Linked DNA regions of Vulpes vulpes: region 1 is linked to region 2. The links are chromatin contacts, called in public Hi-C maps. All regions are on one chromosome and are shown on one strand. The core of a region is the stretch at or near the end of the contact, and the rest is flanking DNA. Distances in the headings are between cores, read along the strand shown.

The links. Hi-C and Micro-C count contacts between places; a contact is called where the count stands out from the background.
Region 1: a Hi-C map of skeletal muscle shows a contact between it and region 2, with 3 times the contacts expected there. The contact joins the promoter of CNPPD1 here to the promoter of DNPEP in region 2. A contact is called at or near these places in 2 of 3 Hi-C or Micro-C datasets (both in skeletal muscle).

Annotation. Positions count from the first base shown.
Region 1 is chr16:5,222,737-5,229,117 of VulVul3, reverse strand. CNPPD1 (cyclin Pas1/PHO80 domain containing 1) reads right to left here and starts at 2,954. Exons shown (of 11, transcript XM_072742193.1): 1 at 2,898-2,954; 2 at 2,441-2,611; 3 at 1,603-1,690; 4 at 1,086-1,194; 5 at 468-549; 6 at 181-301; 7 at 1-98. The coding sequence starts at 1,671. It overlaps RETREG2 (reticulophagy regulator family member 2), which reads left to right and starts at 2,922. Exons shown (of 9, transcript XM_072742189.1): 1 at 2,922-3,415; 2 at 3,688-3,794; 3 at 4,935-4,965; 4 at 5,312-5,447; 5 at 5,857-5,941; 6 at 6,274-6,381. The coding sequence starts at 3,129.
Region 2 is chr16:5,043,022-5,049,874 of VulVul3, reverse strand. DNPEP (aspartyl aminopeptidase) reads right to left here and starts at 1,453. Exons shown (of 15, transcript XM_072742813.1): 1 at 1,387-1,453; 2 at 683-776; 3 at 507-595; 4 at 267-380; 5 at 1-23. The coding sequence starts at 1,392.

The DNA.
Region 1 (6,381 bases), core at 1,705-4,204, 180 kb before region 2:
TTGAGAGTGGGCACGGCCACGCCCCCTGCCGCTCCCCATTCATCGTTGAAGACCTCCTCCTCCTCCCCTTCATCATAGAGGTACTTACTGGCCACCATCTACAGAGAAGCCAGAAGCGGTGTCACAGGAGCTCAGGGCCAGCCTCTGAGGGAGGGAGATGGAGGGGAGGGGGCGTCTTACCATGGAGATCAGGAACAAGTCAGAGGATGACACGTGCTGTAGGTAGCCTGGGTTTCGGTGCCGGAGCCGCTCAATGTACACCAGGGCAAGCATCATAGCACATGGGGAGATGCACGCCTCCCTGGGTGGCAGAAAGGATCTCTAATTAACCCCAAGGGTCTTTCAGCCCTTACCACCCTTACAACGCTCATCCCTGTGCCTTTACACCTTTGCTTTACAGATAAACACTTCCCTTTCTCTGGGGCCCAAACACTCTCTTGTCCTGCCGGCCTCAATTCCAGGCTCACCTGGACACATGAGCTACGTATTTCTTCTGGAGTCGACGAATAGGGCTGGGGGCTGCCTTCTGGAGCAGTTCCACAGCAATGTCTGCAGGAGGCAAAAAGGCAGGCAGATAGGCAAGCAACTCCTCCCTTACCACCTCACCCCCACGCACACCTAGTTCCCACTGCTATCAGCAGAAGAGTCGGATCAGTATAATCTGAGGCCTTAGGGACAGAACCACAGTAAAACAAAACAAATTCTCCCATCCTGAGACAAAAAGCCCATTTCACATTTGACTTTCAGCTCCTTCCAGCAGGAAGGGCTTATTTGCAGGTCACCTGAAATTACCCAGATTTGTCTTTCATCCCACCCATCTGAGAAAATAAACACACCTTGTAAATTTGGGATACATGTGTTACGTTGCCCATTTACAAATCAAGAGCGATACAAATTCGTAAGACAGTGATGTATTTTACTCATCTGAACTAAAAAAACATGTGAAAGGGAAACCCACTCCTTGTACCAAGTATTGGTAAGTTAGCTATGAGCACACAACACAGCTCGTGGGGTGTACACCCAGTCACTCTGGTGGCCTCTGACAGCCCCACCTTCATGCTTCTCTCTAACCACACAACACTAACCTGCCACGGGGCTGGAGAGCTCCTCCAAGCTGCAGTCAGCTTCCCAGTCCCAGCCATAGTAGAGTCTCCTTCGGATCCGAGCACTCAGTTTCTGGTGTCCTGGGAGGAACTGAAACGGCAGGTGGTGGCCGGTGAAGGCCAGGGAAGAAAGGCTACGGTGGAGATCCTGGCTCCGGGTGGGAGTGGGGAGTGGGGTGCGGGGCGGCAGGCTCGGCTCACTGCTAGGAGGCCCGTGTCCCCACCCCGCCCGGTTCTCGGGATTATCTGCCACCGGCGGCCTACCTAGGGGGTGGGGGGAGATCCTGCACCACGGGCTCGCCCCCGGGGAGGTCCTCCCGAGACAACCCTACCCCGTTCCTCTACCCCTGGGCCCAAGGCGCCAGGGCCTCGGGTAGGCATGGCTCGAGGGGCTCGCGCCCGGCTTCCAGACCCAGCCGGCAGGCAGGCGCGCTGGCGCCCGCGCTCGGCCGAGGGGAGCGCCCGGGGAGGCCACCGAGGGGGCGGGCCGCGCTCTCACCGTGAAGTCCTGGAAGCCGGTGAGGCAGAAGGTGCCTTCTTCGTCCCGCAGGAGCCCGGCCAGGTCCATCGCGCCGCCACCTGCCGCCCTGCGAACGTGGAAGGGAACGCGCGCGTGTCCGGGAGCCGCGGAGCCCTCGCCCGCCCGCGCCCTCCCCAGCGCAGCCCCGGGGCCTCGGCTCCTCGCGCCGGCGGCGGCAGGCGGGGCCGGGCTGGCGGGCGCCTCTTCCTGTTCCGCCCCGGGCGGGGCTCCGGGCTCGGCGATCCGGGCCCCGGCGCGGGGTGCGGGGTGCGGGGTGCGGGCCTCGGGGCCGGGGCGCAAACCTCACCCAGCGCCGGCCGCCCCCGCCCGGAGCTTCCTGCCGCCCGCTGCCCCCCCCCCCCCCGGCCGCCCCGAGCGCGGCGAGCCCTCGCCTGGGCGATGGGGACAGCCCCGGGGGCCACGCCTCGCGGGGGGTGACCTCGCGGGGGGTGACCGCGCCGGCCGCCTTCTGTACCGACGCAGACGTTCAAGTCACTGAAAAGCGAGATGCGCGACAACGAATTGCTGCCAAATGTTTTCTTGTCTGTTCGAAGCCGCACCTAACGTGCCTGGACAACACTTTTGGAAAGAACATACAGAGACGCTTCACAGCGCGTGCCCCGTGGTCGAGGGGGCGGAGGAAAAAACTTACGTCTCGCCGTATCCCTCCTTGTCCGGAGTTTGCTACATACAAGCAGGTGTTTTGTGGGGTCGCTGCAGAAATTAGGGATCACGAGGGGCTCTGGAGCCTCCGTAAACACCATGCACACGCGCCCCCAGAGCAAACAGCTCAACAGGATTCTATTTTTAGACTCACCCCGCGACCCCAACCTCCTGTTTGAGCGAGGGACTGGAAAGAGCTCCGAGAGGCGCTGGCAGCGGAGTTTACGGAAAGGGACGGGGAGGAAACTGCTCTTCAGCCTCGGTGAGGCTGTTTGAGTCGCTCGGGTCACGCGCCCGTGTTTGTTTACCCGCTGAGGGGAGGGACCTGGGAGGACCAGAAAGTCAGGGGCTGAGTAACAGGGCGGCCGCCGCCCTCCGCGGGCCGCAGCAGGTCCCACCCGCGACCCCGGGCATCTGGAAGCCGACTTGCTGCCCCTTCGGCCCGCAGCGCACCGGGAACACCGGGCCAGTCACGGGCCCCCCAGCCGCCCTGCCCGTACAGGGCGGAGAAATCGGGCGGGCGTGAGGCCTCGCGGCCCCTTTCGAGCCGGAAGGGCAGAGCAGCGCCGCGGCCCCAGCGCCGACGCGACTCCAGCAGCTGCAGCACGAACCTGCGCAGGAGCAGGGGGGCCCGCAGCCGCCTGCGCGCAGGCGCGGGCCGCGCTCTCCCGGCGGTTAGGGCGCGTCACGTGACGGGCTCGTCGTTCCGCCGTCACGTGACGGGCCTCGGCGGCCCGGGCTGCGCTCTCCGCGGCGTGCGCCCCCTTCCGCCTGACGCGCCCCCGGCGGCGGCCGCGCAGCCCTGGCTCCTCGCGAGCTCGGGCGGCGGCTGCGACGGGGCCATGGCGAGCGGCGGTGGCGGCGGCGGCGGGAGCACCGGCGCGGGGGGCGGCCCGGGGCTGGGCCTGAGCCTCGGGCTGGGCCTGGGTCTGAGCCTGGGCATGGGGGAGGCCAGCGGCGAGGCGGAGGAGGAGGCGGCCACGGCCGAGGCGGTGGGACGCCTGGCCACGACGCTGTGGCTGCGGCTCCGCGGCTGGGAGGCGGTGCTGGCGGCGGCGCAGCGGCTGCTGGTGTGGGAGAAGCCGCTGCACAGCCTGGTCACGGCGGCCGCGCTCAACGGCCTCTTCTGGTAACCGCCGCGGAGGAGGCGGAGGGGGCGGGGCCGGGCCGCGGGGGCGCGCGGGGGGCGGGGGCGCGGGAGCCCCGGGAGCCCCGTGTCGGTGCCCGGGCTTGCCGCTCGCCGCGGGGAAGCACCCCCGTCGGGGTTGCCCATCCCTCTCTCTGGGGTCTCGAGTTAGGCCCGGAGCTTCCCGTTCCCCCATCAGTGGGCGCTTTTCCGCCTTTCGCGGTGGATGCGGGAGGCTCAGCCGCTCAGCGCCGCGGTGCCCGTCTCTCCCGAAGGTTGCTCTCTTCGTCGTCCCTCCGGCCTTTCTTCCTACTCAGCGTCTCACTTTTGGCCTATTTTCTGCTGGATCTCTGGCAGCCTCGCTTCTTCCCGGACCTCTCGGGTGAGTGTTAACGTCGCCCACCAAGCCGTGTCTTGCGCTTGCCCCGTGCCCGACCCCGCCGGGTGGGTTGACTGGGGAGGAGGGCGAACGTGCGGCGGGCCGCCAGCGTCCAGGCACCACCACTTCTCCAGCTCAAAAATCCGTGTTACCGTGAGTGTAGTAAACAGCGTGGGCTCTACAGCCACATTGCCCGGGTTCCATTCGCCGTGTGGATGTGACCTTGTAATAGCGACTCAATTTGTGTTTGCCTCGGTTTTCTCTTCTATGAAACGAGGGTAATAAAATGTACTTAGTCAAGAGGGGAGGACTGAGCGAGCTCATAGGTGTTACGTGCTTATGATAGAGTTCCGCATATTAGAGGAATCATGGCAATGTTAGGTTCTTTTGTTGTTGTTGTTGTTGTTATTGGTGTTATTAAATAGGTATTTTTGGAGCAGTTAGATGTCAGGCTGTGTGAGCTGCTTGGGATGTAAACACGAGTAAAGTGTGTTTGAAAAGAGTGAAGTTTAGGGGCCCTTGGGTGGCTCAGTCGGTTCAGCATCTGCCATCAGCTCAGGTCATGATCTCTGGGTCCTGGGATCAAGCCCCTCATCCTGCTCCCTGCTCAGCAGGGAGTCTGTTCTGCTTCTTCCTCTTCCCCTACTGCTCCTGTTGCATCTTTCTCTTTTAAATAAATCTTAGAGCATGAGAGACACGCAGAGAGAGAGAGAGAGAGAGGCAGAGACACAGGCAGAGGGAGAAGCAGGCTCCATGCAGGGAGCCCGATGTGAGACTTGATTCTGGATCTCCAGGGTCACACCCTGAGCTGAAGGCAGACACTTAACCACTGAGCCACCTGGGCATCCCAATAGAGAAGTTTGGAGCACTTGGCTGGCTCAGTTAGTAGAGCATGTGACTCTTGATCTTGGGATTGTAAGTTCAAGCCCCACGTTGGGTGTAAAGATTACATAAAAATAATTTTAAAGAAAAAGAAGAGTGAGGTTTAAAGGAGTCAGGCATACAAATGCAAGCCATAATAACAATGTAATTCTTGTTGCATTTGGCATCTGAATAAAGTGCCCTGGGAATGCAGAGGTGGGGCAGTTATTCCTGCCCTGGGACATGTCTCCACTCAATAATTTTCCCCTCCTCTCTTTATAGCATCATCCCCAGAGGAGCCACACTCTGACAGGTGAGTGCAGGTCATCTCTTGAAGACAAATACCCCAGACCCTATCTTGCTTTGGTGCCAGTGTCACCACATTGCAGGGTGACACTACAGCACAGACCCCAGCATAGCAAATGGACTGGCAACAAGTTTGGTCCTGGGTTCCTGTTTAGGTGTTTGGGTGCCTGCTCCTTTGGGGGCAGAGGGTTGGAAACTCTGGGCTTTGCTTCCCAAGACCAGGCCAGCCTCCCTTTGGGAAGTGGGGTTGTCCACATGTTTAGACTGAAGATCTCCTTGGCATTCTCAGAGGGTTATGAGTGCCTAGGAAGCTGGTGTCTGAGGCTTCCAGGGGTCATGTCCTGTCTCCCCAGTGAGGGTGCGGGGTCAGGCGCCCGGCCGCACCTGCTGAGTGTGCCCGAGTTGTGCAGATACCTGGCTGAGAGCTGGCTCACCTTCCAGATTCACCTGCAGGAGCTGCTGCAGTACAAGAGGCAGAATCCAGCTCAGGTAACCTCCATGTCATAAAACAGTTTTCTGTGCTGTGGGGAAACAGAGGGGGTGTGGCAGATGGGGAGGAGGAACATGAAATCCCTGGATGGACACTGAAGGAAGAGGGCTGGTGCCTTTAAAGGCAACATTCACAGGTAGTGTCCTGGTACAGGAGTAGTCTCATTTCAGGAATAATGTGTTTGATGTTCTCATGCTGCTGCTTGTTAAGGCAGAGGCAGCTTGGATTATAGTTGTTTGGTGAGGTCTGGGGTAAACTTCTTGAATTGGTGGTCTTGGGCATCCTCTTAACTAGAGTGGATCACCACATCCCTAGAAGACATCCTTACCCCTGCTCCTGCCAGCTGAGCAGCAGTGTCTTGCCCAGGTGAATGGGGCGTATGCCTTTTAGCCTTGCTTCTCTCTGCAGTTTTGTGCTCGAGTTTGTTCTGGCTGTGCTGTGCTGGCTGTGCTGGGACACTACGTTCCGGGGATTATGATTTCCTACATTGTCTGTGAGTAGGGTTCAATCTTTGTCCTTCCCGAAGGCCCTTCTTTCTCTTTTACTGCACTGGATTAAAGGGACTGACTGACTCTAAGGGAGGGTGGTGCGTGCGCTCTCTCTTTCTCTCTTCCTCTCTGGTTGTCCATTCACGGAGATCTCCAGGGGATGCTGGAGAATTAGTAACAGCGGAAGAGTCACCTGGGGAGGAGAGTAGGAGATGTGGAGGGAGGAGGTTGGTACAGCCTCCAGAAAGCCTTCAGTCTTTTCTGTTTAGGAACTGGTTAAATGGGGGCCCTTAGGAAACAGGCACAGGGAGCTCTGAGTGAACTCTCTAACCCCTAGTGCTGAGTATCCTGTTGTGGCCCCTGGTGGTTTATCATGAGCTGATCCAGAGGATGTACACTCGCCTGGAGCCCCTGCTCATGCAGCTGGACTACAGCATGAAAGCAG
Region 2 (6,853 bases), core at 204-2,703:
CTGCGGCGGGACCGCCGTTTCACCTGAGCGTGACGATGGGGAGTGAGCAGTAGAGAAGGTCGAGTAGCATGATTTGGAGGCGAAACAGATGAAGCAAGAGCTAAGGAAGGACACTGCTGACAGAGAAGGGCCCAAAGAATGGAAGAAGGGGGTGGCAAGTCTCCTTGCTCCAGAAATAGACACCCGCTCTGTCCCTGCCCACTCCCTTTTGCCCTGTGTTCCCCTGATGCCTCCCCTACCCCGGCGCAGCAGCCCCAGGTCCTCACCCGGAGGCAGGGGCTGTCCGTGTGGGCCCCAATGAGGCTGAAACCATTGCCAGGAACATACTGGCCTCCCACAGCAAAAGCGATGATCGTGGAGGAGTTCCTGGTCAGAAAGTACTGGGGGAAGGGGGGAGTTGGATTAGCTAGCCAGCTGGCACAAAGGACTTTGTGCCCTGGCCTAGGGATCTGCTGGTCTGCCCCCACCCCACCCCACCCCACCCCACCCCACCCCACCCCACGTACCTTGCTCTCCGGCTTGATATCCCAGCTCTCCGTCTCTTTGAGTTCATGGAAGCCAGCCTGGAGGAGGCGGCTGCGGCACTCGGCCACAGCTGCAGAAAAAGAGCCCTTTCAGAGCGATGGAAGCGGGGTAGGGGGCACAGGGGCCACCACCCTGCCCCTCTGTCCCGGTCACTTACCGTGGAAAGGAGAGGGGCTCCGGTTCACGAACTTGAGGAGTTCCCGGGCCGCGGCCTGCACCGCCTCTTTGCGGGCCCTCCCGGTCATGGCCACCTGGGGGTGGGGGGGAGCGGTGCCGCTTAGATTTCCACGAGGTTTGGGAGCCCTGATTGTTATTTTCCAGGCCCCGGGAGCCACCCGCCCCCCACAAGCCCCATTCCCGCGAAGTGACCGACCCAAGGCGCAGACCCCGCTTCCGCCTCTCTCCTCTCGGACACACGCGGACGCCCGGCCCAGCCTCTTCCCGCTGAAGCTCGGATCCTCCAGCCAGAGTATCAGCCCCGCAGCGCTCCCGCCCCGCTCGTCCCGCCCGCCCCTAAGCCGAGCCCTAGCCCGGCCCCTAAACCCCAGCCCCACGAGCCCGCCCAGAAACCCCGGGCGGTTCCGAGCTCCCAGCTCGCCAGCGGGCCCCCGGCTCTGAGCCGGCCTGTCCACGGAGCCAAAGCCCTATTGTCCGGCGAACACCCCACCTCCCCTCCACGCCCCTGCTTTCGGAGGCCACCGTGCCCAACCCCGGGAAGATCGGGTCACGGAGGCCGGGCTTTCGGTTTCGCTTTGGGCCAGGCTCAGCCCTCAGCTCGGCGCGCTGCTGCGCTTAGGCCCGGGGGGGCGCCGAGCCGGGCCTGGGATCCGAGTTAGAGCTGGGCTGGCCGCGGACGCCTACCTGCATGACCCCGCGCGTGTGCCCGCGTCCTCCAGCCCTGCCCCGGGCTCGGCCCGCCGGCCCCGCCCCCGGCCCCGCCCCCGGCCCCGCCGCACCGCCAGCCCCGCCCCCGCCGCCGGCCCCGCCCCCGCCGCGCCGCCAGCCCCGCCCCCGCCCCCGGCCCCGCCCCCGCCGCGCCGCCAGCCCCGCCCCTCACTAGTGCCCTCCTCCAGCCCCGCCCCTGCCCCGGCCCCGCCCCCGGCCCCGCCGCGCCGCCAGCCCCGCCCCCGCCCCCGGCCCCGCCCCCGCCGCGCCGCCAGCCCCGCCCCTCGCTAGTGCCCTCCGCCAGCCCCGCCCCTCGCTGGGCCCAGCTGCCAGCCCCGCCCCCGCCGCCGGCCCCGCCCCTCGCTGGGCCCAGTTGCCAGCCCCGCCCCCGCCGCCGGCCCCGCCCCTCGCTGGGCCCAGTTGCCAGCCCCGCCCCCTGCTAGTCCGTCCGCGGCGGTGGCGGGGGCCCTCTGCTGCCCGGGAGGTGCTAGGACAGCTGGGAGCCGCGCGCCCCCGGACCTGCCCCAGGTCAGAGTACGAGGGAAAACCCGCCCAGCCCGCTCACCTGGTCCGACGAGTGCTGCACAAAGTTCTCTCTCTCCCCACAGGCTCCCTTGTGATAATAAAAGCAACATGGCTAGTGTTCTTGGAGCGCTCACGGTGAGATAAGGCTTAACGTGTTTTCTGTTTAATCTTCACACCTGCTCTATCAACTTTGTACTTTTACTGTCCCTTTTTTACACATGAACAAAACGAGCTACAGAGAGGAATAACCTCCCCAGCGCATTAAGTGGCAAAGGTGCGGTTTGGACTCTAATTTGATTCCTGTATTCCCCTGATGCCTCCCCTACCCTCGGGCAACAGTCCCAGGTCCTCACCCGAAGGCAGTGCCTTGTTCCAAGCCATTCTTAGATCTTTTCTGGGCCTTTTAATATGCACCTTGGTAAGTGTTCTGTTACCTGAAATGTCCCTGAGGACAGAGAAGTTAATGACTTGTCCAAGATCACACAGCCATTTGGATGCATCTAGAATTTGACTCCTATCTGCATTCTTTCTACTTCTTAAAAAGACAAAATAAAACAAACGCCACATGTTCTTGGAGGTAATCCCACTATTCATATGTCGAGAGTGGTGAGTAGCAATTTAAAAAACCAAGGTACCTGCCTAGTCATAGATTCCGATCAAGACTCTTAAAGGCCCCAGGGTACAAAAGAGGGTCCAGGCAACCAGGGGGGTCAACATTCCAGGGATTACAGGTCAACAGAGCAATCTGCCCTTTCTATACTGGGGTAGGAATGTTGGGTAGGGGGTAGTCAGAAAGACCCAGCAGCCCTCAATTCATAGCAGTGGGTATTGCACTGTTCAAGAATATACAGATGGTGGGGTGAATTCATGGCATTCCCTAATCGTTTACTGAAATGTCATTATGTATAAAGTTTCAGTGCTGAGTGGGTCATGGAGAGAACATTCTTTTCCTGAGAGCCAGAAGCTGGCTGGTGGGGAAGGGACACCGTTCACAGACATGACCAGAGCTGAAACAGGAGATTTAGCCTAAAAAAATTTTTTTTAATAAAGATTTTATTTATTTATTCATGAGAGACACAGAGAGAGGGGAGCAGAGACAGGCAGAGGGAGAAGCAGGCTCCATGCAGGGAGCCCGACGTGGGACCCATCCAAGGTCTCCAGAATCAGGCCCTGGACTGAAGGCACCAAACCACTGAGCCACTGGGGCTGCCCAGCCTAAAAAAATTTTAATGCTCTTCTGAGTACCAAAAAAAAGCACATGCTAATGTGAGAAATTCAAATATCACCAAAATGGGTAACTTAGAAAGTGAAGGTAAATATTTGCTAAATTGAACATCCATTCTTGATAAAACAAAACAAAACAAAACAAAATCCTCTTAAGAAACCAGAAAGACGGGGATCCCTGGGCAGCTCAGCGGTTTGGCACCTGCTTTTGGCCCAGGGCGTGATCCTGGGGTCCCGGGATGGAACCTGCTTCTCCCTCTGCCTGTGTCTCTGCCTCTCTCTCTCTCTCTCTGTCTGTCTATCATGAATGAACAAATCAAATCTTTTGAAAAAAAAAAAAAGAAAGAAACCAGAAAGAGAAAAAATAAAGGCTAACTGCCAGAAATCTACAACAAAATAGAGTGAGGAAATGGAGAAGTGCTCCTTTCAAGTCAAGTAAGACCCTGGGGAGTTTTACTGCAAGTAGTCAACAGTCAACTTGGCAGTCACAGCCAGTGCCACAAAGCAAAATAAACTATATACATATATATATATATATATATATATATATATATAGAGAGAGAGAGAGAGAGAGAGAGAAATTTTACTCATTTATATATAAATTGTATATATGTGTATATATATATATATATGTAATGATAAATTTTACTTTTCCATATATATATATGGAAAGCGATTAGGGAATTCCCATTAGGGAATTCTATATATATATATGGAAAAGTAAAATTTCTCATTACTTATAGGTTATTTGATTATCTAAAACCTTCAAGAATTTAAAGTGACAGCCTATTGGAATTGGTTAGGAGGAGTGACTTGATTTTAAAAATCATCAGCTTTCCCATGCAATAATCAACTAGAAAATATACTAGTAAGAGGAGTCTGGGTGGCTCAGTCGGTTAAGTGTCTGCCTTTGGCTTTACTTGAGCCAAAGGGGTCTAAGATTGATGATCTCGGGATCCTAGGATTGAGCTCCTGGCTGAGCAGGGAGCTGGGAACCTGCTTCTCCCTCTCCCTCTGCCTGCTGCTCCCCCTGCTTGTGCTCTCTTTCCTTGTCAAATAAATAAATAGAATCTAGAAAAAAAAAAAGAGAGAAAGAAAGAAAATGCACTAGTAAAAGAGTCCTATTTATAAGAACAAGAAATACTATTAAATTCTAATACTCATAGAAATGAGTATAAGAGAGACTGGGTCTCACTATAATCAGGGAAATGCAGGTTAAAAATGAGGTACCATTTTTGATTGGTCAGATTAACAAAAATGAAAAAGACTGGTAATATGAAATGTGGGAGAAGGCCTGGGTAAAGGCATGCCTTTATATTCAATTTCTGTGGTGTAAACACTCCCTGTGGCTGGTTCCAAGCTGCCAACATGAATTGAGTGTGGAGTTGGGAAGAGATGTACAAAAGCCTGCCATTGTGTAGATTTGTACCATACAGCTCTTATACACAAAAAATACCTAAAGAGCATAGATTGATAGTAAAATAGCTAAGAAAGTGCTAGATTTCTTAGTATTTTTATCTGCTTGTAATGTAATTTATTTTAAATTTACATAATTGAATTTTAAAATTATGGCTCCATTTAATGACAGGATCACCAAATTCCTAGAAATCTGACAGTTCTCATGGGCTGGTCCGTGTCAGTTCTAACACACAACTTCACCACTCATACTCTACATCTTTGCTCCTCACAGTGTGATTCGTTGACTAGCAGCATCTACACTAGGCAGCTTTCTAGAAATGCAGAACCTCAGGGCTTACCCCAAACCTATCAGATCCTAATCTGCATGTTAACAAGATCCCTAGATGATCTGAATGCAAGTTCAAGTTGAGACACAGCATTTCATAGTGCCATGTAAAAAACGAGGTCGATTTTTATGTATTATCATAGGAAAAAGGTGGTGAATATACTGAGTGAAAAGAAGCAATTTCCAGAATCATACTTACAGGGCAAGAGCATTTAGGTAGAACTCACATAGTGAGTTAAATGTCTAGATTTTATGTATATGTATGTATGTAAAAGCATGGAGACAGGTTTGGAAGGAGAGCGGAATGGTGTTGGTTATGAAGTGGGAGGCTCAAGGCGGGATCTTAGCTATCCAAAAAAGCGTTTCTGAGAATCATTCTTGCCCTCAGCCTGCTGAGAAAATCTTCCCCACCAGTGTAGCCGATGTTTACGATGCTACCATCACTCATTTCTGTTTGGCTGAACAACTATTAAAGTGCAAATGCCTGTAAGTTACCATAGCAATTGGTCACACATACTTCAGTGTGAGTTCATTGGGTATACGTGCCCTTTCCCTTTCCGATCCCTCACTTGGAGAGAAAAGCTTCCTAAGTAGTAATTTGCCACGTCATTGTCAAGAGTGATTTGAGGTACAGAAGACCAAAGCAATGCCGTAAGGAAGAGAAGGTGTGTGGGGTGTGTACGTGTACTGTCCCTGTCTGCTAAAATGATCTTGATTTCCTGATGCCAAGGCAGTCCTGAGTATCTTGGTTGTTTAAACCATAAATAGTTTGCTTCTGGGCATCATGATAGGAGCATGCATAGGATACAATGTGTCCTACACTGTTGCTGGAAGGGCACTTTCGTTTCCAACACATGTCTTCTGTTCAAGTTCTCTTTTCCAAGCAAGATTCAACTGATTAAGAACTGCAAATCCCGGGATGCCTTGAGGTGAGCAGCTTCTGCAAGATTGTAATTTTCAACCAATTGTGTTCTAGGAGGGAGGCTTTAGGGGCGCCTGTGTGGCTCAGTCGGTTAAGCTTGACTCCTAATTTGGGCTCAGGTCATGATCTCAGGATCCTAAAATCGAGTGAGCCCTGCACGGGGCTCTGTGCTTACCCTGGAGTTGGCTTGTCCCTCTCCCTCTGCTCCTCCCACTGGTCTCTCTCTCGCCACCCTCCCCCCATAAAATCTTTTTAAAAATAATGTCCTTTGTATGGTTAAAAAGAATGTGGCACTTTTATAGGTACTGATAGGGAACAATTTCCAAGATATACTAAATGAAAAAACAAGGTGCAGAATAGCAGTTATGGTGTGCTCTGTTTGTGTATAAACACAGACACACACATATTCTCATATGTTTAAAAGCAGTCACAAGGAAATAGTAACTGACTCTAGGAAGGAGAAATTTTAGCCAAGGGCCTATCATAGGAGGAACCCTTCTCTTTTCCTATAAACCCTTTTGCACTTTTTTGAATGTTTGTCTATATCCACGTACCACCTACTTTTAAAACTAAATAAGCAAATTTAAAAAGTATCAGGTGGAAAGATGATCTTTAGGTACTTCCTGTGATCAAAATTTTGTTTTCTTCTGTACCCTGATTGAATTACTAAGCAATTTGTTGGTTAGCATCGATCCCTAAAAACTTCAGTTTAAAAATCCCCGTGTAGGGACACCTGGGTGGCTCAGTGGTTGAGTGTCTGCCTTGGGCTCAGGGTGTGATCCCCGGGGTCCTGAGATGGAGTCCTGTATTGGGCTCCCCTCCAGGGGCCTGCTTCTCCCTCTGCCTGTGTCTCTGCCTCTCTCTGTGTCTTTCATGAATAAATAAATAAAATCTTTCTAAAAAATGCCCATGTAAAACTGTATTACTTCTGATATGGAAATTGTGTCTACATGTGGAAAGGGAAGTGGAGGGAATGTTCCTTTTGATGTTGATATTTAAACAAAAAATAAGCTGGGGTTGAGATAGGG